Regions from separate parts of the Zea mays genome. Here region 1 is linked to region 2. A link is a contact called in public Hi-C data. All regions are on one chromosome and are shown on one strand. Each heading gives the region's core, a stretch centred on a gene start, on an enhancer-like site or on the middle of the called end of the contact. The rest is flanking DNA. Distances are from core to core; before and after follow the strand shown.

Region 1 (5,929 bases), core at 1,898-4,397, 390 kb after region 2:
TTGGATGCAAACAAAATAGTGAAAAAAAATTATTACCAAACAATAAGAGCATCTCCAAGAGACTCTTTATTTTTTACTCTTTATGTGTCTCTCCATAAATATTAAACTCTATATATAACATCTCATTCCAGCAGACTCTCCAACGTGCAAGTTAGCTTGGCTAGCGAGAGTTACTAGCCAAATTTGGCTAGTGATGGAGTTAATTTAGAGAGTCAGATAGCTTATCAAGTTAAATGGCTAGTCTGTTAGAGAGCTATTATGCTATTAAGTAGCTAAAATTTAGCTTGACAATCTTTAGCTAGTCTCTTGGAGATGCTCTAAGAAGTGCTATTTTTCCATAACAAGCAAACCTGAATTATAAAAGCAACGAAATTACAGATGATTTTTTACCATTTAAAGCGTAACAAAAAAAACAAAGCTGTAGATAACCTGATGGCACATAGGGCCCAGGATCGACCAGCAGACCACAAACCTTGACATCTTAACAAGAAACACCTTACAATGCTAACTTCCTATCTTATAGTGTCATAAAGGGTACGTGTTCGTTCATGAATCTTGTGTCAAATATGGTGGCTGCACTGAAATTATGGAAATTTATACCAAATTGCATCAGTGACGTGTTGAACAAGCAGTGCATACAGTTATGACTCTGCCATCCATTTTAATCACATTTTGTTTTTACAGATCTTTCTCATATGATTGTTTGTTTTTTACACTTATTATTATTAGCATAAAAAGGTATTTTAAACTCACAATATACAAGTCAATGGGTGTGAATAGCAATGTTATATATTAAAGGGTGCGATCGTTTGTCACTTGTGAAGGATTACCACTTGTAATGATCGATATGTGGTGAGTTTTTATTCAATCGAACTTGGTAACTTAATAGTTGAGCAGCACAATAGTAAACATGAATAAACACATATCTCCTGCATAGTCTTTGAAAAAAGAATTGAAACAGCAAGCAGATCCAAGAAACCCAAAAATTCTGAAAAATTGTTGCTCCATATATCATGAAGAAAGCTATGCATATGTAGCGATTTTATAGTGAAAAAGGAGGTACAATACCTGCATAGGAGGCGCAACAGAAGCACTTGAATTACTTTTCCATGATGTTGTTCCTGGTGGAGGTGGCTGGCTATTAGGATAGGAGTAGCTAGAAGGGGTGTTAACAGCTAAGTTATCTGTAGTACTGTTCCCAGCAACTGGATTGCTAGAAGCACTTGGCACAGATTGATTGTAATAGTACGGCCACTGGTTATACTGCTGCTGATACGGTAAAGAATTGGCAGGCACTGAAGTAGAGCTCTGTTGTGCATTTGTATCAGATGGTGAGTAGTTCTGGTATGATTGAGCAAAATTATTCCCTGTGCTTCCACCATTCCATGTGTTGTTCTGAAAATAGTAGCTGCTGCTTCCATATCCTGGCACAGTCTGATGATCCCCAGCATTGTAATATGTGTTACTTGTAGGATCAATGTAAGACCCTGAATTTTGAAATGAAGTAAGAGGCTGATAAGCTGCACCTGGATGTTGGTTTGCTCCTTGCTGGACAGAAGAATCATTTGCCGCTTGTGGGTAGCTATAATAATAATTGGCATATTCTACAGGGTTATAGCCATGTTGATCTGAACTAGAGTAAGGTACATGGGAATGAGCTGCGTCTGTTATCCCCATACTCGCCTGGGCAACATGAGGCGCACTGCTTCCTACATTTTGATTCCCTCCTGAAACCGATACATCCCTTTGTGGATCATAATAAACTGTATCTTGGCTAAGTTTGTCCACTGTATTGTTCCATGAAACTGACCCAGTTGCAGAGGACCATGAATGATGACTGGAAGATACAGGAGGATAAGGAGATGGATTTGTCTGTCCCATAGTGACGACCTGCCATTGCAAAATAAAGTGGTCACTCGTAGTATATATACTTTCTAGTTTAAATAGCAATTTCATATAGGTTTAACAGTAGTCAAATTATGAACAGCGAAAAAATCGATGATGTGGATAGACTTCCATAAGATTCCACACAACATGAACTTCAAACAAGTAACCGAAGCATAGTAAGGCCCTCATGACTGTCAAGTCAAATACTGACAGAATAACACATCCGAGAGGTAAAATTGGCACATATACAACTCCTAATTAATTATTTAATCAGTATAGTTCATAAAGATAAACATACCCCCCTCCACTCCTAAAAAATATGGCACAGTAAATTGCATGATCAACCAGGCAAAAGATTTTTCTCTGGCCAAATAATTAGCACATATCAAGCGCTTAGCAACTCCTGATTAGACCATATCCACATCAGAAGTCCACCCATCATAATCCGTGGAAATTAACTGGAACCTAAGCATAAACTAAACTTACAGTAACCAAAAAAACAAAAAACATGTTTCGAGTCACATCGGTACCTCAGCGTGCGGGGCGTCAGATCCAGCGGCCGCCCCGATGCCGTGGCTCGCCATCCTCCTGGAGCTCCAACCCTAAGCACCAGTCAACCACCACAGCCGCCGCCACACTCTCGCGATTCGACCCGCGTAGAGGAGGGGGAAATGATCAGATGCGTCAAAGGAACCAGAAGCAGAGGAGAAATTTGGGGGCGAGCAGCGAATCGCGTGCGTAAAGCCGTCCGTCGATTTTTTTTTTAATTGACTGGGAAAGTTTTTCCCTCCGCAGAAAGCGAGAAGAGGGGCGAAGGACAAGCAAAAGGAGTCCCTGCCCCTTTCGGGCGCGTTGCCGGTTGGGTTCGGGTGTCGTCAACGGCCTGCGGCGCCCGCGTCGGAGCGGAGTGTCACAGTTGCGGTGCGTGGAGGGAGTAGGAAGGCCGGAAGGGAGGGAAGTGGCCCGGGAATGCGTCGGAAGCTCGGCCGGGGATGGCTTAGTTCGTCGAGAGGGAGGGCGAGGCCGACGACGCGGCGGCGTAGAGTGTGAGCGTTAGGGGAAACGGGCTGAGGAGGTGCCGACCACCGAGGGCTGCGACTGGCGGCCGCCTTAGTTCTCAGGCGAGATGGGCGGAGACAGCCGGCGAATACGGTGGCGAACAAGGGTAGGAACATATCAGATGTACATGGTCGTGATTTCGTAGGACCGTTTTAATTAGAACATATCTCCAACTAGAAGTCCTGTATTTAAGTCATCAAAATTAAAATAGTGCCTCATTTAAAATGTTTAATGCCATAAAAAGTTTACATCTCTAATAATTGAGCCCTATATCATATTATTAAGAATTAGATCACGTTATTTAAAAAATAAATTGTTAGAAATAGTGTACGGAATAAGGATAGGGCTCCAGTATATGAAGTACTATATTTATGACCTGAGAGACCGAGTTCTACAATCGTTCGATGAATTTTTGTAAAATAGGGTCTCTGTTGGAGCATGTTTTTGTTGTTAAAGTCCTATTGTTGACGCCTTTTTCGGACGCCAAACATTAACAAGAACCGGCGGCGGTGCCCTCTGCACAGGGGCAGACGGTCCGCGGCCAGGAACCGTACGGTCCGCGACCTGGCGTAGGGCTAGGGTTCCCTGCCTGACGGGTCGGACGGTCTGCGCTCTGGGGCCGGATGGTCCGCGCGTGCGCAGGAGCGGTGAAGGTCACCGGCGGCACCTGGATCTCGCTGCCGGGAGGGACCCCGTCGGGGAGGAGAGATCATAGGGGTTGTCTAGGCTCGGCAGGCCGACCTAGACTCCTCTAATCGACGTAGAGTCGAAGAGAAGCAGAGAATTTGGGGATTGGGATACTAAACTAGAACTAAATTAGAGCTAAACTAGAACTACTCCTAATGCATAAGGTAAAAACGAGAAATAGACTTAATTTGATTGATTGTTGGGTGGTTCAATCGGTCGTAGCCCTTCATCTATATAAAGGGGAGGTCTGGATCCGCTTCAAACTGTTTCCCGAGTTAATCCCGCGGTTTTAGGTAACAAATCTTGCGAGAAACTAGGAACTCTAACTGACTCTGCGCACGCGCGGACCGTCCGCGCCACCACCGCGGACTGTCCGGACCGCGGATCGTCCGACCTCAGGGTCGGACCGTCCGCTAGGCTTTTTTGGTGTCCAACATATGCCCCCTGCCTTTTGGTGAAAGTTGACGAACCAAAAGCATATGAACTAAACCTGATGTAAGTCACCAGCTTTTCAATATGGAAATCATTCAATAAAGCACCAATGTATAAAGGCTGTTTTGGATTGTATCTTTTTTGGCCATGACCATTTGATCAATGGATCAAAATGAATAGAATGGAGGTGCCCCCCAGCCTGGATAGACAAAGAGACTATAAATGTACCATGGATTCATCGTTGTTCCATTCCACATTTGAGTAGGATAATATACCGACGATGAATAAACGGGTGAAAAGTACTCTGGTCTCATAGGATGAACAGGCGATGCTTGCCGCGTCGCCTTTTGGGTCGTTTTTCGGCCGTTTCGTTTTAGCAGGTGACCGGGGTTTTTCCGTTGACCGATCACGTGGAACAGTCTTTTTGCTAGCATTTTTGGAGAGCAACTGATCAAAAGTAGAGTCGGCTTTGATCAGCCGACTATATGTGTTTTGCCCTTGCGTCTCTTTCCTTGCTTCGTGTAGAGGCTGACGCCTTCGGTCATAGGTGGATTGTCCGGCTGGGTTAGCCGGACCGTTTGTCTGAGCACCGGATCGTCCGCACGTAGGTGCGAGACCATCTGCGATGCTCGGGCCAGGCTGATGTGTTTGGTTCATTAATTGTGCCTGCCCCCCGGCGCCTTCGGACTTTTTAGCCTCCTCGACCGAAGCCTTTCGAGCAATTGACATGCGAGGATCGCCAATGACAATGCCCTTGCCTTTGCCTTTATCGGCCATTTTGGGCCGAACCAAGACCTTTTTGCATGTGAGTTCTATTTTATTAACAGGAAAAGGTTGTGTGTCTACTTGCATCTCCTGAAAAGCCAATCGGCCCTCATTTATGGCTGATTGTATCTATCGACGAAAAACATTACAATCATTGGTGGCATGAGAAAAAAATTATGTCACTTACAATAAGCACGCCTTTTTAATTCATCAGGAGGAGGAATAGTATGAGTTAATTTAATGTTGTCATTTTTTAGTAATTCGTCAAATATTTTATCGCATTCGGCAACATTAAAAGTAAACTTAACTTCTTCTTGTCGATTCTTTTGAATCGACTGTAAAGCAGAACATGCTGAAGGTTTAGCCTGTCCTGGCCAAACCAGTTCGCTGGTGTATACATCCGTGGATTCATCGTCCGAATTATCGTATCCCACTAGATACATCTTATGGCTAGCCGATTTTGATGTTTCCTTACTTTGGCTTTCACATGTCATAGCCCGCTGGTGCAAGTGTACTAGCGAAAAGAATTGGGTGTCATCTAATTTTTCTTTTAAGTAGGGTCGCAACCCATTGAAAGCTAGCCCTGTTAGTTGTCTTTCTGCGACATGGATCTGAAAGCATCGGTTTCTAGTGTCCCGGAACCTCCGGATATAGTCATTAACCGATTCTTCAGGCCCCTGTCGGACTGAAGCTAAGTCAGCCAATTCTAATTCATGTTCTCCTGAGAAGAAGTGTTCATGAAATTTCCGCTCTAATTCTTCCCAAGAGTTAATAGAGTTTGGTGGCAAAGTTGCGTACCATACGAATGCAGTATCAGTAAGGGACAACGAGAATAAACGAACGCGGTAGGCTTCCCCATCAGCCAATTCTCCCAAGTGTGCTATGAATTGGCTACCAGAAAATTTAGAGAAAGAAAATTTAGAGAAGTCTGGTATTCTAGTTCCCTGTGGATATGGCACGGTGTCGAATCGGTGGCTATAAGGCTTCCGATACGATTGCCCTGTACCTGACACACTAACACCGAGTTTGTCTTTGAACATCCCGGCTACCTCATCTCTGATCCTCTCTGCCATGTCTAGCGACCATCCATTGAGTTTGT
Region 2 (5,342 bases), core at 196-2,695:
CTCAAACTCAAAATCAAATAGATACAATTCTTCATGTGGATAATCAGTTTTGTTCCATTTCAAAAAAAAAGGAATGGGCTGTTTATTTTGCTGATGTCTTTAGCAAACTAAGCCATTGTTTCACACATCAAATTGTGTAACCCCATTAAAAGGTTAGGCATGCTTGGGCTTGAGGTACAGAAGCAGAACACCAGACTAAACCTTTGAATCCGGTGAATACAACCATTACAAATAGAGGCCCTAATAGAGCTCTATTGCCATGGCCCAGATGAGTCAGGTGATTTCAGATCAAAGGATAATAAATGTACACAATAAAGAGAACAAGAAAAGAAGCCCTTAATATCATGTACGTAGTAAGAAAAGGCTTTACCCTCCATCAACAATTTCATCAAGACACAATAGGATCAGGTCCAAATTCTCGAGTGCTGTCCTTTTGTCAACCATGTTCCTGAAACCACCAAGGTTGGAAACACATTCATATACAATCAGCATTAACACAATAACATGTAACAGAACAAACAATGGTTGAAAAGATAAACTTCAATAGAGGGAAGATAACTTGAGAAGTCGTTCGACAGCATCAGAGAATCCCTGAAGAACTGATGCTAAAATAAGCTCATTCTCCTCTTCTCCTCCAGTAACAAAAAAGTGCAGGTCTTGGATGAACTTGTATACCACAATTTGACCATCAAACATTACAATCTCTGCTGTTAAAGAGAAACAAATAAACATATGAAATACTTGAAGAAAAGAAAAAACACGCAAACAGGCACATCAATACATCACACTCATGAGTTCATTATGAGATGATAATGTTAATCAAGTACTCCGGACTACCTCAAGGGAGCACAACAACGCTCACCATCAGTCGAAAACAATTCTTCCGTATTAAGAGAAATCAGATGTAAATTACCATCCGTTCCAGCATTCGCTTTCTGGGTTTTGGCGAAGACCGACTTCTCGAAGGCCAGCTTCGCGGAGAGAGTAGGCCAGCCATCGCTGTAGTACTTCACGGCGACGCGCTTCCCCTCGGAGTCCAGTAGGAGGATGTTCTTCACCGACGGGAAGGTCTCCTGCATCAAACAAACGCTCGACCCTTTAACAAACCGAGGCCACCACCATTCGCAGATCCCATAGCGCTTGCGGCAAAGAGAAAAAAAAAAAGGAGAGCCGAATCTGGGGGACACGGGCGAGAGGAGAACGACGTGGCCCGCCACAAAAGGCTGGATCCCGGAGCGATGGGTCGGGGCAGATCAAGAGACCGGCAGCGCCGCCCGTGCGCGGTAGAGTGCGAAGGAACGGAGGAGGACGAGGGCGGGAGATGAGACCACCTACCATCGCGGTAGGAGGAAGGATTCACGTCCGGGAGCGGAGGACGGTGGTCGGGACTCGGGACAGCCGGCAGTAGCGCTGCGCGAGATGGGGAAAACGGCGTGCGGACGTTTTGGGGAGGACCGGTCGACCGGAGGATGACGAAACGGAAGGGAAGCCTGCGGTGCCACGGTGGCAACTGGAAGCCCATTCTACGTTGGGCTTGCATTTCTCGCCCATAGTGTCTCTCCTGGTGTCTGCCATGCTAGGCCGACGTGCAGTTTCGGCCTTATTTCGACGGTTCCATGCCTCGATTTGATCAACCCTGCTTCGACCATTGGACCCATATATGTACCAATAAATAACTGAGGTACTTTGGTTTATTTGGATTTAAATTCCTGCTCTTCTAAATAAGCATAATTTTGTCTTATTGCTAATCTACCAGTTTCACCACCTTCGGCTCATTAGTTTGAAATGACAAAGTATTTTAGGTCATTATTAGGTGAATTTCATTCTCATTAAATAATGGACATCTCATATAAGCAAACATAATGACATGACATGCAATTTAATGAAGAGATATATGAGAGAGTTTTATGAAAGACGATAGAGTTTCATGGGAATGAAACTTTAGATATGATGTTTTCTAAACAAATGTTGATATGACATCCTTGTAATAGTGCGATAAAACTATCTATTAAGAATAACCTTTGGCCATGTTTGGAACTTCTAGAGGTATTAGTTAGCCTTAACCAGCTAACAAATTGTTAGCTATGTTGAATCAGGTAATGAATTAATTATTAGTCATACGTTAGCTAACAATTAGTTGGGAGTGTTAGAATCTCTGTATGTAATTTTACAGTTAACTATTAGCTCTAGATATAGGTGTACATTCGTGCCGTCCGGCCCGGCCCGGTCCAAGCCCGAAAAGGCCCGTATTGTTTGAATTTCGGGCCGGTCCGGCTCGTTTGAATTTCGGGCCGTGTCGGGCCGGCCCATGGGCTTATCCCTTGGCCCACGACCCGGCCCGTAATTGCTTAAACGTGTCGGGCTCATTTCGGGCGGCCCAAAATTCACATTAGGGCCCTAAATTCATTTTTTGGTCCGAAATTCAGTTTTTAGCCCGAAATTCACATCAGAGCCCGAAATTCAAAACAAATTTAATAAAACAATAAAAGATAAGACAAATAAATTTGACCAAAAGCAAACTAATATTTGTATTAAGTTACCAAAGCTATACAATGACTACCTCGTTTATAAATCATTTTGTTAGAAAGAAAAAAAGTATAATCAGCTCTATATAAAGTTCGTAAGTTCAATTCATTATCTAATGTTCATAACAAAAATAAAATTACATTACATACTCTAATTTAAAGGTACAAAAAAATCTAACTAACATTATCTCTAGCTTTATGTTCTTTATCAAGTACATGAAAGTATGAAATGAAGTATGATTTTAACAAATATATGAGCTTTTTCATGTCTCTATATGGGTCATTTCGTGCCTGCCTTAAACGGGCCATCGTGCCCGCCCATAAGCCGCGACCTCAGCCCAAACCCGGCCCGATATATCGTGCCGGTCCGACACTAAAATATTTTGGACTGTACCGTGTCTGGGCCGTGCTTTTTTTTCATGTTTCGGGCCGGCCCATTAGATCCGGCCCAAATGCACACCTATAGCTCTAGATGTTCTAAGCAGGGGCTTAGCCACTCGAAGCTTCTAGGTCTCGCTTATCATCACGCACGCTCTCAGAGAGACAAACATCCATTCATCTTTTGCACAGTTGCACCTCTTTTATTGCGCAAAAAAACAGTGGCTGTGAGGAGTTTATATTAATCAATAAGGTTGAGTCGTAAGACTGTGTCCAGAGCAGTTCACATATCTAGTCACTCAAAACATTATTTTGTATTATATATTACAGTGTTTGTAAAGTGGAGTTTGATATGGTTATGAGATGGATAAGCTGTTGGAGATAGCTTAAGAGTGTGTTTGGTTACTAGAGATGGTAACGGGTCGGGTGAAGCAAAAACCCTCCGCGATCACACCCGTGAAGTCTACCTAAACTCTATTACGATCGCACCCGGGTGTGATTCGAACCCTGCACCTGAACCCTTTGAGTTTCGGGTCACCCGTTGATTTTTTACTCATTGTGTACTTTTAAACAATAATTTATCTATAAGCAATTAAGTATCAATAATAATTGAGTTATATTTACGGATTTTAAGTCTTTTTAGATTTTAGATTGAGTAGCAACAAAACATTTTATAAATCATTAGCCAAGTTACCCATTCAAAATAATTATTATTGTATTTTTAATTATTTTTGCAAAAAATAAAGAGAACGGAATTTCAGATTAAGTGTAAGTCACCGTGAACGAAACATTGGCCGGATGAGTTAAAAGTCTTCACCCATATCCACACGGCAGGTCAGATATTCTAATCCCTAGCCGAGGGGCACATTGCTGCCCCAACTGCGGGCTCGAGTTCGCGGGCGGCGACTGCCCGGGGCGCTGGGTGGGCACATGCGTCGGCACCGGACTGCCGCAGCCGACTCCGCTCTGCCAGCGGAATCTGTTTGGACTTGAGCCTGGCGCTGTTCTCGGCAACGTGGTGCATGGCGTACGGAAATCTTTGAGATTTGCAAGTATACTATTACAGCAACTATGCATTAGACTATCTCCAGCAGTTTACCAATTTCTATTAGGCCCCGTTTGTTTTCTTTCATTTCGAAGAATTGGAATCTTACTAATGAAATAGGCTATTTTTTTTAGAATATGGCATTCCACCACTTTCCAAAGTTATCATATAAGCTTATCTCAAATTCATGGAGTGAGAGATGGAAATTGATTTTATAGATTTACATGTTAATTTTCCGATGTACAACTTATAGCATACTCTTCTACTTGCGCCTCTATAACATAAATATACTATATAACTATCTCTCTCATATGATTTAGAATAATATACAAATATATTACATATATAAATATATAAACTTAATTAGTTTTGTCTAAATTATAATTATTAAAATAGAATTCAATTCCAACAAAACAAACAGGCCCTTAGACTATCTCCAATAGTTTACCAATTCCTATACTTATATTCAAACTCCACTTTTCAAATAGTACAGTCTACATTGTAGAAGTGTTTTTAGGTAAACTGATACTATGAACGGTACACAAATAAAATAAATATGACACTTTTAGTAGAGATATACAAATGTATAAGTTTTATTATATTTTTTATTCAAACAATACCGCATGCACTGGTCTTATATTTCCAGATAAGTTTTCTTCTTTTCTAAATTGAAGATTCACGCTTTCCGTGGATACATACATTCCAGGTACAAAAGATAAAAATGCACCTGATATACATAAGAAAAGGAAAATATATTTTCCTTCCCAACAAATTCAATCTAAAGGAACAGCAACATGAGAGAAAAAAAACACAACAATCCACACAAGGGCGATACGTTAATCCATGCATTGATCGATAATGCAAACCCAACGGCATGGAATTCGTCCATCACACACTGTAGACTGTAGGGAGGAGAGAGGTTGTTCCAACGGATGTCCAGAGTGCAATAGCTACGTCAACAGCAAGAGGTGCTTGCTTCGAAGAGTGGAAGCAAACAAGAGTACAACCACATCATCAGTATATCATAAGTGGCTTCCTCAAATTCTTCCTATAAAAGCCAAGCAGGAAATAAATAGTGTCAAATAACCAATGATTATGGCTATCGTGCGTCTGCTTATGAACCGCAGCATGCAGATCGCTGGGCAGCTGGTGCCTCGGAACCCTGGTCTGGCTTGTTAATTTTGATTGCCTTGTCCTACACAGTGCGAGGATATGTTGCTCAGAACACGGAAGACGATGAACAATGGAGTGCCAAAGCAAAACTAGGCACAGTTATTTGTACCTCTGGCTTTGAATCAGTCTCTGCAAGCCTCTGCTTGATGTCACGTGCGATGGAGAAGAACACTTGCTCCACGTTCAGGTTTGTCTTGGCACTCTAAATACACAAAAATCTG

What was found. A called contact is a pair of places that touch in the nucleus more often than the background predicts.
Region 1: a Hi-C map of tassel shows a contact between it and region 2, with 3 times the contacts expected there. The contact joins the promoter of LOC103635767 here to the promoter of LOC100274110 in region 2. A contact is called at or near these places in 3 of 25 Hi-C or Micro-C datasets (leaf, leaf mesophyll and tassel).

The regions. Positions count from the first base shown.
Region 1 is chr8:119,859,540-119,865,468 of Zm-B73-REFERENCE-NAM-5.0, forward strand. It overlaps LOC103635767 (SAC3 family protein A), which reads right to left and starts at 3,148. Exons shown (of 13, transcript XM_008658145.3): 1 at 2,418-3,148; 2 at 1,069-1,890. The coding sequence starts at 2,471.
Region 2 is chr8:119,473,342-119,478,683 of Zm-B73-REFERENCE-NAM-5.0, forward strand. It overlaps LOC100274110, which reads right to left and starts at 1,446. Exons shown (of 6, transcript NM_001365813.1): 1 at 1,336-1,446; 2 at 914-1,073; 3 at 560-707; 4 at 371-448. The coding sequence starts at 1,338. It overlaps LOC103635765 (ras-related protein RABE1c), which reads right to left. Exons shown (of 9, transcript XM_008658144.4): 8 at 5,231-5,323; 9 at 4,656-5,143. The coding sequence ends at 5,063.